Regions from separate parts of the Sus scrofa genome. Here region 2 is linked to region 1. A link is a contact called in public Hi-C data. All regions are on one chromosome and are shown on one strand. Each heading gives the region's core, a stretch centred on a gene start, on an enhancer-like site or on the middle of the called end of the contact. The rest is flanking DNA. Distances are from core to core; before and after follow the strand shown. Region 1 holds the start of NDUFV3 (NADH dehydrogenase [ubiquinone] flavoprotein 3, mitochondrial). Region 2 holds the start of U2AF1 (splicing factor U2AF 35 kDa subunit).

Region 1 (5,503 bases), core at 1,847-4,346:
CCCGCATTGCTGTGGCTCTGGCGTAGGCTGGTGGCTACAGCTCCGATTGGACCCCTAGCCTGGGAACCTCCATATGCCACGGGAGCAGCCCAGCAAATGGCCAAAAGACAAAAAAAAAAAAAAAAATGCAGCAAGCACAGGAGAGAATACGACAATGCTGCTGTTAAATCCAGGCCTCTGGTGGATGGACACACAGACACCACGGGGAGGGTGCGTTTCCTCAGCCAGGGCCGAGGGCATGTGAGAGGCAGTCGGAGGCCGGCTCACTCAACAACGCAGCAGTATTTCATAACCTACCCGTTCTTTGTGTGCAGCTGGAGAGACGAAAAGCATCCACACACTTGCAAATGATCAAATTGAGGAAATGACATTTTGATGAAAATAAGACAAACTCAAGTTACCCTTCTAAACCCCAGCTGGTCAAAGATTTGCAAAGAGACTGTACATGTTACGTACGTATCTTAAGAGGTGACTGACGTTTCGTCAATTAGGACTAAAGGCAATGGACCTGCAGCACCATCAGTTACTGGTACTGAGCAGCGAGGAGAAAAGGCCCAGAAGTAGCTAAAATGGACTGTTGTGTTTCCTATTTTCCTTCCACGAGGGTTTACTACATTGGATTCAGGATAAAAAGTCAAAAACTAGGGATAAAAGTCAATGTGACTGTGGGAAGAGCTGGAAACTGGTTGGAAACAGGCTTCATCAAAGTGCGTCACGGTGGGAGGGCCCTGCTCTGGACCGAGTCTGCAGCCACAAAGGCCCCCTGCGATCCTGGACTGGGGCCAAGCAAAGCCTGGGAGACCACAGCTGAGCCTGACACCGACCAAAGTCACAAGCAGGGAAGAAAAACAAGGGGGGTCACGGCTCCCTCAGGCCAGGATGGGACTAGATCAGGGCCACCAAGTGCCAGAGCCTTTACACCCTGCCTGCCATTGCTACACTGGAGTTTGGCATTTAGAAAACACGGACAGAGGAGTTCCTGACGTGCCGCAGCAGAAACGAATCTGGCTAGGAACCAAGAGGCTGCAGGTTCGATGCCTGGCCTCGCTCCGTGGGTTAAGGATCTGGCGTTGCTGTGGCTGTGGCGTAGGCTACAACTCCGATTAGACCCCTAGCCTGGGAACCTCCATATGCCGTGGGTGCAGCCCTAAAAAGACCAAAAAAAAAAGTTAAAAAGAAAAAAGAAAATACAGACAGAACCAAAACAGGGCTACATGATGCATCAAAGATGGTTACGGTTACGTCACTACTGTGTTGGGTCTAAAATCTATTGCAGATCTTAGGTCTGGTTATAATCTGGACCCTGCTGGGAATGAAGAGTCAAATTAGGCAGCAAGTAAAACTCCTTTTCATGCTTGCGAAGCTGATTCTTTACTCTGCATTCTCTCTCCCTTATGACGACCATCAGAATCTTACTTTTTGGTGGACTTTGCTTCTTAGGATTCGGTGGCCGTTCCTTTTCATTCCTTCCTGATTCTGCAGAGAGAGAAACTGCAGGAGCGAGTCCGCGAAATACTCCTCCTTCTAGGAGCACCGTCTGTCAAAAGGATGGAACGCACACAGACACCTGAGAAATATGCCAACAGTTATTACAACACGAACACTATATTACAACATATACGTGCCTTGCATTCATAGGGCATATTTCTAATGGTTATTACAATTTTCATAATCTATGTGCATTATGGAAATTTCGGAAAACACAAAAAAAAGCTGCAAGGAAAAAAACACCGGAGTTCAAGGACTGTCGCTGCTAACAGCTGGGTATTTTTCCAACCAGACTTTTACCTGAGCACACTTTCTTGTAATCTCCAATTAACTACCGACCTACAAAATACCGATTCATTTTGTAAAATGTTTTCCTGTGCTTAAATAGAAGCACTATCTACCCATTAAAAACAAGGTAGATGAATAGCAGTGGTTTCAACACTGTCTACCATCTATGGTAAGTGGAAAACATTGCATAGCACATTAACTCACTCAGCACATATTTACCAAGGCCTACTGTGTGCTGGGTCCTATTCCAGTGCTGGACACAGAGCAGAGGCGCTTACAGCACACAGGTGAAGGTGAAACGTTTGCTTCTTATGCTTATGACAGAAGCATGTGTGTATATGTTTACATGACAGCTTAAAAAACTAGGTGAGTAGGGTAAGTAGTGGACTCTCGGACAAGAGATGTCGTCCACCTTTTGCACTTGATTTTGCAACCATTAGCTTTTGCTTTTGTAACAAGAGCCCCTTCTAATTTTAAACAGAGTGAAGGGGACTTGGCTTTTTCTACATGGAGAAAGGAAGCCTTTCTTTCTCCAAAGACCAGCCTAGAGTTCCTGTCCTGCCGCAGTGGAAACGAATCTCACTGGTATCCATGAGGACGCAGGTTCCATCCCTGGCCTCGCTCAGTGGGCTAAGGATCCGGCGTGGCCCTGAGCTGTGGTGTAGGTCGCAGACGCGGCTCAGATCCCGCGTTGCTGGGGGTGTGCTGTAGGCCGGCGGCTACAGCTCCGACTGGACCCCTAGCCTGGGAACCTCCATATGCCGCGGATGCGGCCCTAAAAATACCAAAAAAAAAAAAAAAAAAAAAAAAAAAAAAAAAGGACCAGCCTGGTCCTTCTTGTGGCTGCCAAGTAAGCTACCCGGCCAACCAAGCGCCTGAAAATTCCCTCATTTCCTCTCGAGTTAAATAAGCAATAAAGACACTGTCCTCAACGGTTCTAACGCTGATCGGGCGGGACCTCTGCGGCCCCACACCTGTCCGTGGCCTGGACAGCACACCGGGGGCTGCAATGACCCAGGCCACGCCCCGGGCCCGGCCCCCCATTCCCCGCACCCAGCGCCCTCTCCTCGGCCAGGGAAGCGAGGTCAGGGCGTCCCGGGACGGCCGGAGTGACCGTCAGGGCCGCAGGCTCGCCCCGGCGCTCCACGGGCTCCCGGCCGCCGGCTCGGCACCGCTTTACCTTCAGCGCCCTGGCCCGTCCTTGCCGCAGCAGAAGCGAGGCCGCCATGGCTGTGACTCCTACGCGCCCGCCCGGAGCCGCGCCGGGAGGGCGGAGGTCGCCCCGGACTGACGCGTGGCGGCCCGCCCCCTTGAAGGAGGAGGCCAATCACAGGCAGGGACGGCGAGGGGCGGGGCAGCGGCCGCTGCGCGCGCACCACACCCGAGGTCCTGCGCGCGCAACCGGGCCGCCTCCCCGCGCCGCGCCTCGAAGCCACGCCCCCGGGAAGAGCCGCCAGGCGCAGGCGGGTTGTTCTTTCTGACCCGGGTGACCCTTGGGCCTGGGCGCGGGGACACCGAGGTGGGTGTGGCGGGTGCCATTGTCGCTCTCCGACCGCATGGTTCCCTGTGGTCGTCCAGCAGGGCAGGTGGCGCCGTGGACCGCGCTAGTCTCTTAGCTGGGCAGTTCAGAAATGCAAGCTTTATTTTACCTGAGGGTTTATTGCTTGCAGTGCAATGACTCCCCCAAGTTAGATATAAACATGGCGTAGGTGTGGTTAGCCTTTCTTCTCCATATTTATATATATATATTTATGGCCACACCTTCGGCATATGGAAGTTCCCCAGGCCGGGGACTGAATCCCAGCCGCAGCGGTGGCAATGCCGGATCTTTAACCCACTGCTCCTGGCAGAGGATCCACCCTGCACCATGCAGGACCCCAGCCGCTACAGGGGACCCTTAACCCACTGTGCCCCAGCGGTAACTCCCCTCTAACTATTGATCCTGCCTTCTCACCACGGCCACTGCTGGATTCGGAGGAGCCTGTCCACACCTCAACTCCATCCGGGAGAGTCCCTCCACCTTGGCTAAGGCTGGAGATTCATTCTGGTCACAAGATACATGGGCAAAACAGATTCCCCCATGAAATTGTGCCCCAAAGGATTTAAAAAAAAAAAAAGTCATATAAGATTAACAGAAGCTTCTGTTAGGTGACTAACAGAAATTCTTGAGCTTCCCTAATAAAACAGCAGCTGAGGGAACAGCTGGCCAGAAACTAACCGGCTTTTAACCTGCCTTCACTGACCAAACTCAACTTAATTACTTTGGACCCCTTAACACACCTCCCCCCATAGATAACCCTGTGACCTATAGTGACAGAGGCTTTAGTGGTTTTCCCAGAGTTGGGAGTGGGCTTCTGTCAGGTTCAAGCCAGCTCAGACTGGTTGGAATCACCAAGACCGAAACCGGGCCTGTGCCATTTGTCGTTGGAGCTAAGAGGGCTGAAGACTCCAAACTCAGATCATGCTAAGGGCTTCCATTTTTGATGTGGCTCCCATGAGGAGTCGTGTGACTCAGCCTTTCCCTGCCTGCAACCTCCTTTCCCCGCACCTAAGACCACCTGCTTCCTCGTCCCATCGTCATCGCAAGCCCGTCACCTTTGGGGAAGTGGATTTCGGATTTGTTCTCCCATCTCCTCAATGGACAGTCGCCTTGCGAATAAACCCTCCCTCTGATGCACACCTCGGGGTCTCAGCGTGTGGTTTGCTGCACGTTGGGCAGGTGAGCCTAGTTCAGTAACACCCAGACCCTTGTCGAGGGGGCTTCTGGCAAGCAGAGGCAATGGGACCTGCCACCATCCATCCTGGGAAGCAAGGACAACAATTCAAGCCCTAGAGTGGTATTGAGAAAGGAGTCTGTCCCTATAGAGTGAAGGAAGAAAACATGCTGACAGAAGCATCTTCCTTTGCCCAAACCGAATTAACTCAGTCGCCTCCAGGGGAAAGTTGACACGTGTCTTCATGAACTGTGCTTACTTTATAGGTGATTAAGAATATTGAACGTTAGAGTTCCCGTCATGGCTCAGCAGTTAACAAATCCAACTAGGAACCATGAGGTTGCGGGTTTGATCCCTGGACTTGCTCATTGGGTTAAGGATCTGGTGTTGCCCTGAGCTGTGGTGTAGATTGCAAACGCAGCTCGGATCCCACGCTGCTGTGGCTCTGACGTAGGCCAGTAGCTACAGCTGCATTCAGACCCCTAGCCTGGGAACCTCCATATGCCACGGGAGCGGCCCTAGAAAAAGGCAAAAAGACAAAAAAAAAAAAAAAAAAAGAATATTGAAGGTTGGGAGTTCCCTTCGTGGCTCAGCAGTTAAAGAACCTGACTAGCATCCATGAGGTTGTGGGTTTGATCCCTGGCCTCACTCAGTGGGTTAAGGATCTGGCAGTGCCATGAGCCGTGGTGTAAGTCACAGATGCGGCTTGGATCTGGCGTTGCTGTAGCTGTGTTGTAGGCTGGCAGCTGCCCCTCTGGTTAGACCCCTAGCCTGGGAGCCTCCATGTGCCTCGGGTGCGGCCCGCCACAGCTGCCCCTTGGGGATGCCGAGCTGGAATTGGGAAGTCCACCTCCTCCCCTTCACGGGATCCAGAGGCCCCAGTTGCCTCTACCAGCCTTGGTATCACCTAAGGGTCGACCTAAGGCTCGGGGACACAGTGAAAAGACCACCAGTCCACGAGGCGGGGTCAGCAGCCAGCGTGACCTGGGGAGGGGCACATGGTTGCGGCAGCC
Region 2 (5,503 bases), core at 2,055-4,554, 150 kb before region 1:
CAGCGAGAATCCACGCTGTTTCACCCGCAGCAAAGCGACGCCTGGCGTGAGCTGGGGCCTCAGGGCTGAGAGCACCCCCGCCCCCTCCCCCACCACGTTCAGCCATTTCCGGGGCTCAGGGGGTCTCAGGCAGCACCTATACTGTGAAGCTTCAACTGTCTGTCCTTCGGTCTCCAAGACCGCATGTCTCAGTGGGTCCTGACATCACCGGCTTCCCGATATCGGCAGGGCCTGTGTGTCTGTGCCCTTCCCACAGCCAGCAAGGGGGTGTCTTGAACTCTTTTTTAACACATGAATAGTGCAAATGAACCCCAAGTCACAAAAGGAAAAGTACAATTTAAAAGTTAAAATGCACACGACATCCATCCATCCGAGAACAACAGAGGTGCCTGGACCTCGGGTCAGAGTGGGGCAGCAAGCTGAATCTTGGCACCAAACTTGGGGGAAGAAAGCCTCTCCATTTTCAGAGCTTTTTTGCATTTTGGCATATTGCAGATAACAGACTGTGGGTCTGTTTGGACCAGGGAATCAACAAAAAGGCAGAACCGGGGTCTTCAAAGAGCTCCCAGGCCAGCAAGCGAGCAGAGGCCAACGTGCTGCAAAGGAAGACCTTGCCCTCGGCTGCTCTGGGTTCTCCTGGCTGCCCGAGGAATTAAACTGACCTGAGACAGATGAGCAGGAGAACATCACACAACAGTTTAATGACGTGTACACAGGACAGACCCAGGAAAACCAAGCAGCTCACCAGAGGGGCTATCAGCTTAAACACCATCTTCAGCTCCAGACGAAAAAGGGTGTTGTGGTTCGTGGTTTGGGACTTCAAAGGGGCAGAAGGCAATTCACACAGAGATGGAGAAGCAGATGTTTGGTAAACAAATGTTTGGCGGGGGGGGGGGGGGGGCGTGCAGAGACAGGGGGACACCGTGGACTCTGATCCCTGGGTCTCCCCGTCCCACGGGCCATGTGCTTTTGCAGACCTCTCTGTGATGGCTCTATTTCAGGAAAGGGTCTTTTATCTAAATTCTTTAGGCAGCTGGGGGGCGGGGGAGGGGACAGGTAAAATGAGAGACTTCCCGAGTCCTCTCTCTTAAAAATAACCAGCCTGAACTAATCCTCAGGCCAAGGTGGCACATGTCGGAGCGGCAAAGTCTGCGCCCCTACAGAGAGTGCCTCAAAGTGTCCTACACCACCCTCCCAGGCAGGGGGTATTGATCCCGTTAACAAATGCGAACGCTTAGTCCAGGGAGGTTCACAATCACCTGCCTTAGACAAGACACTTCCACACATGCACCTCCGCCCGCCCCAGTGTGTTAAGTTCTGACCCCCAATGTGGTGGTGTTTGCAGAGGGCCTCTGGCAGGTGTTTAGGTCATGAGGGCAGCGTCCTCACGCATGGAATTAACGCCCTTGTAAGAGACCCCAGGGAGCTCCCCCCCCCGCACCATGAGGACTGTCGGGGTCCGGGATAGGCCACCTCAAAACGTGCCTTAACAGCATATTGATTTTTTTTTTTTTGGTCTTTTTGCTATTTCTTGGGCCGCTCCCTCGGCATATGGAGGTTCCCAGGCTAGGGGTCCAATCGGAGCTATAGCCACCGGCCTACGTCAGAGCCACAGCAACATGGGATCCGAGCCGCGTCTGCAACCTACACCACAGCTCACGGCAACGCCAGATCCTTAACCCACTGTGCAAGGGCAGGGACCGAACCCGCAACCTCATGGTTCCTAGTCGGATTCGTTAACCACTGCACCACGACGGGAACTCCCGATTTTTTTGAATTAAAGTACTTAAGAAATGACCAAGGCAAGCGTCCTTCTGTCCCCCGAGAGGTGGAAATAAAACCTCACAAGAAAGAGGCCCTCCCTGCATCTGGAGGTAGACGGACTCCCCTTGTGGTCAGAGATGGGGACTTGGGGGCAAGAAGATTCATATAAACAAACTATGCTGCTTCTTTAACTGGAACCCCAACAGGAGCTTTTTGTCCTGTCAATTCCTCACAATTTCACCATTTCTTTATCTAAAATGTATAAAAGCTGCCTGCTTTGGCCGCTTCTCAGGTCCCATTTCTATGCAACCTCCATGCAAGCATGAATTAGAAAGTTTCTTTTTCTCCTGTTTATTTATTTTTGGCCTCACCCCCCAGGCATGCGGAAGTTTCCCCACTAGGGAGTGAACCCAGGCCACAGCAAATGATAACGCGAGACCCTTAACCAGCTGTGCCACAGGGAAACTCCTGCTCATCCGTCCAGTGTCAGTTTTACTGTAGGTCCAGCCACAAGAACCCAAGACAAGCAGAGGGGAAAAGGTCCCCCTTCCCAACAGTACAAATAGGATCACAGCCGCTGCTATGACACCCACTACATAAACAGAGATTCTCAAACCACAAGGACGTCCAGGGTCCTCGGAACCACTCTGGGGCTCAACGAGCGTCTGATCACCATTTGCCCTTAGCATGAAAATCACTCTCAAATGTGTCTTATACCAAATTTTAACACCCTAGAGACCACCAAAATAGTAAACATTTCTGCTAGAAAAACAATGTTTGTGTAGTCCTCCTCTAGGAATAAACGTCCATGCTGCTTCTTCAGTTTACATGGGAACCCCTGAGATTGCAGCGCTGGCGGAGCAAATACAACAAGTGTCCATCTGCCCCCCAAACAGAAAGAAGCCCGCAGGAGGGCACTTGGTGTAGGATTGCTAGTAAAAGTGAGACTGGCAACAATCCATGTGCCCATCCACAGGGGACTGGTTGAATAAGCGATTCACCACCACACAGTGGAGCCACAAAAGCGGTCAGGACATGACCACGTAGTCCTTCGGAGCCACCTCCAGGATGTAAGGTTACATGAAAAAAGGCAAGGTGGGGGAAACGGTGGGTGGAAAGGAACTGCCCTAAACAGAACAAACTAGGGTAACCGGAGATGGATAGCTCTGGGGGAAGGGTCCGGCGCCCCCGTGGGTCTGTAACCTCGTGCTCAGCTCTGCCCGGCCCCTCTCCCCGGAGCTTCCCCGCGCCGAGGCTCTTCCGGGGCTTTTAGGGTTTACGCGCCGGGAGCTACTAGACGTCCCTAAAGCAGAGCCGCCCCTGGTTTTTGCAGTGGGTCTCGCGCAGTCGGCCTCCTGGGCGATCGGAGCCTCCGAACCCGCCAGGCTTTTCCCGGTCGGGCCCAGGCCCTAGCGGCGCATTTCCCGGGGCCCGCGGCGTTGGGCCACCCCGGCTCCGTTCCAACCCACGAGGGCGCTGGAGGAGCGGGGGATCTTCCCGGAGGAAGGGCTCGAAAGGCGGTGAGGGCGGGGTTGTCCCACAGCGAAAGTACGAGGAAGGGGAGCCTGCACCTCGCAGAGCTCCGCAGAACCCGCCCAAGCGGGGCACGCGCGCCCCGGGCCTAGCCCCGGGGACTGCGTGGAGAAGCCCCTACCCGCCGCCTCCCGACCGCCGTTTGCGTGCTCGGCTTCCCCGGGCCCTCCGGGGGCGCCGGCGGGGTCGGGGACCTCGGCCTGGGCCCAGGGCGCTGGGAGCGCGGGCCGGCGGAGCTGGAAGCGCGGGTGCGGGGCAGGGGGAGTGCCGGAAGGGGGCGCTGGCGGGCGGCACCTCCCGTGCCCGCCAAGTCCCGCCCACGCGCAGGCAGCGCCTCTTCGGATTGGGCAGCGACCCCCGCGCCGTCGGGGCGGAGCGAGCGTCGTCGCGTCCGGGTGACGTCTCCCGCGGGCGTCGGGCGGGGTCGTCGGCGGCGGTGGCGGCGGCGGCGGCGGCGGGTGGGAAATGGCGGAGTACTTGGCCTCCATCTTCGGCACCGAGAAAGACAAGTGAGTGGGAACCGGCCGCCGGGTTTCGGGCCGCGGGGGCGGGCGGCGCGCGAGCGGGCTCGGCCTCGGGGCCTGGGAGGCGGCGGGAGGCCCGGCGGGCCGGCGGGGGAGGGGAGCGGCGGCCCTTCCGGCCTCGGGAGCCGCGCCGCCGCCTCGTGCGCCCGAGCGGGCGGGCGACGGGCCCGGGCGGGCGGCGGGCTTCCGCTCGGGCGGCGCGGCTGCTCCCGCCCGGGGCGCCTCGGCGGCCCACCTACCGGCGACGGGGCCCCCGCGCCCCCGGGTCTCCGGAGCCGTCCGAGTTGCGCTGAAGTTGTCAGCGTTGCCAATCCCCGCAACTTTCAGCTTTTGAGGTCGCGTCGGGCAAGCCGTAGTACAGACCTCGCCCGAGTTAAATCGTCTGGTAACTTAGGGTCCGAACCGTTGGGGTTTTATCCACTTAATAAGGCTCCTCTGTGCTTAATCGATGATCTGGGCTGATCGTAAGGACGTTTGATGAGATTACGGTTAACTAGCCTAAGAGGCACAATCTGCTTCTAGAACACTTGAAAATGCAATTCCAACATAAGAACGAGGTAGAGAGTTTTTTCTTTTTTAAGGTTGTGTGTCTTCCCTAAGCGATGGCTAGCCTGAAGTTTTTAAAATATTTTTGACTTTGCCACGTATGAATTTCCAATGCAAAGTTTAGACTAAGGGGAATGTTTTCAGACACTTTGGAGGATAATTGTTAGTTCGCAAACCTAAAGACTAAGCTTATTTTATTCTTTGGGTAAGTGGTTCACATCTCGGGATCCTTCAAGGCTGTACGAGGCTTATGCGAATGTGTTTTTAATGATAAACCCCTAAGTTTGGTGTAGATAACGTTTTGATACTACTTTATCAAACACTTTCAAGTTGTTTCTGTTTTCCAGGGTGCAGTCGATCTTGTAAAATGTCTTTTCTCACATATTCCCGAATTTCCTGTCACTTGGAGGAGGGGATTTTTTTTTTTTTTTTTTTTTCCTAGCAAAACTCACAAGACAGAATCATCAGTCATCCTCTAGGACGTTTGTTGGAGGCCAGTCTCTGGGCACTCAAGGATGCATAGTCTGGATCTTGTTCTCAAGGAGCCAGGGGTGCTTGTCACGTAAGGGATCGCACAGAAGTCAGATGCGTTGAAATTGTTACGTGCTGTGCGAGAGGCGTGCCCGGGCCTCACACAGCAGTTTGGGGACCCTGGTCTTGAAAGCACTGGCCAGCTCCGCTGGGAAGAGAGGCTTCTGGCGTCTGGTGAGGAGCCCGCAGTGTCAGCGCCACTCTCCGGATTGTATAGCGGCCGTCTTAGGTCCCAGGCACTGGTGTTCCCTCTCTCTTGTAAAAAGCTGCATGAGGTGTTTTCTCTTTACTCTGAAACTCTTCCTGCAGAGGTTCATTCCAATAACATTTTTTACTATGCTTGCTGTAACCAACCACATCTCAACCTGTAGGAGCTGTTAGGTACAAGTCGTGGCTGCATTTCAGGAAACTGGATTATTTAATCTAGGTTTCTTGTTTCAGGGAGACTTGGGGGGTTTTAGTTTCCAGGAAACATCTCGACTCTTAAAAAATGAAGGTGATGGTTCCTGCTAACTTTTTTTTTTTTTTTTTTTTTTTTTTTTTTTTTAACTTAAGCTAGAAGTGAAATGTAGGTCTCTACCAATTAAAAGTATTTCACTAGGGAG

Evidence for each region. A called contact is a pair of places that touch in the nucleus more often than the background predicts.
Region 2: a Hi-C map of alveolar macrophages shows a contact between it and region 1, with 2.6 times the contacts expected there. The contact joins the promoter of U2AF1 here to the promoter of NDUFV3 in region 1. A contact is called at or near these places in 2 of 5 promoter capture datasets (fetal liver and liver), 7 of 47 Hi-C or Micro-C datasets (alveolar macrophages, embryonic fibroblasts, fetal liver and 4 more) and 1 of 2 datasets of contacts at active chromatin or transcription factors (alveolar macrophages).

The regions. Positions count from the first base shown.
Region 1 is chr13:206,108,930-206,114,432 of Sscrofa11.1, reverse strand. It overlaps NDUFV3 (NADH dehydrogenase [ubiquinone] flavoprotein 3, mitochondrial), which reads right to left and starts at 3,096. Exons shown (of 3, transcript XM_021071042.1): 1 at 2,957-3,096; 2 at 1,417-1,537. The coding sequence starts at 3,004. LOC106505505 (a long non-coding RNA gene) reads left to right here and starts at 3,188. Exons shown (of 3, transcript XR_001299987.2): 1 at 3,188-4,495.
Region 2 is chr13:206,255,498-206,261,000 of Sscrofa11.1, reverse strand. U2AF1 (splicing factor U2AF 35 kDa subunit) reads left to right here and starts at 3,304. Exons shown (of 8, transcript XM_021071048.1): 1 at 3,304-3,806. The coding sequence starts at 3,763.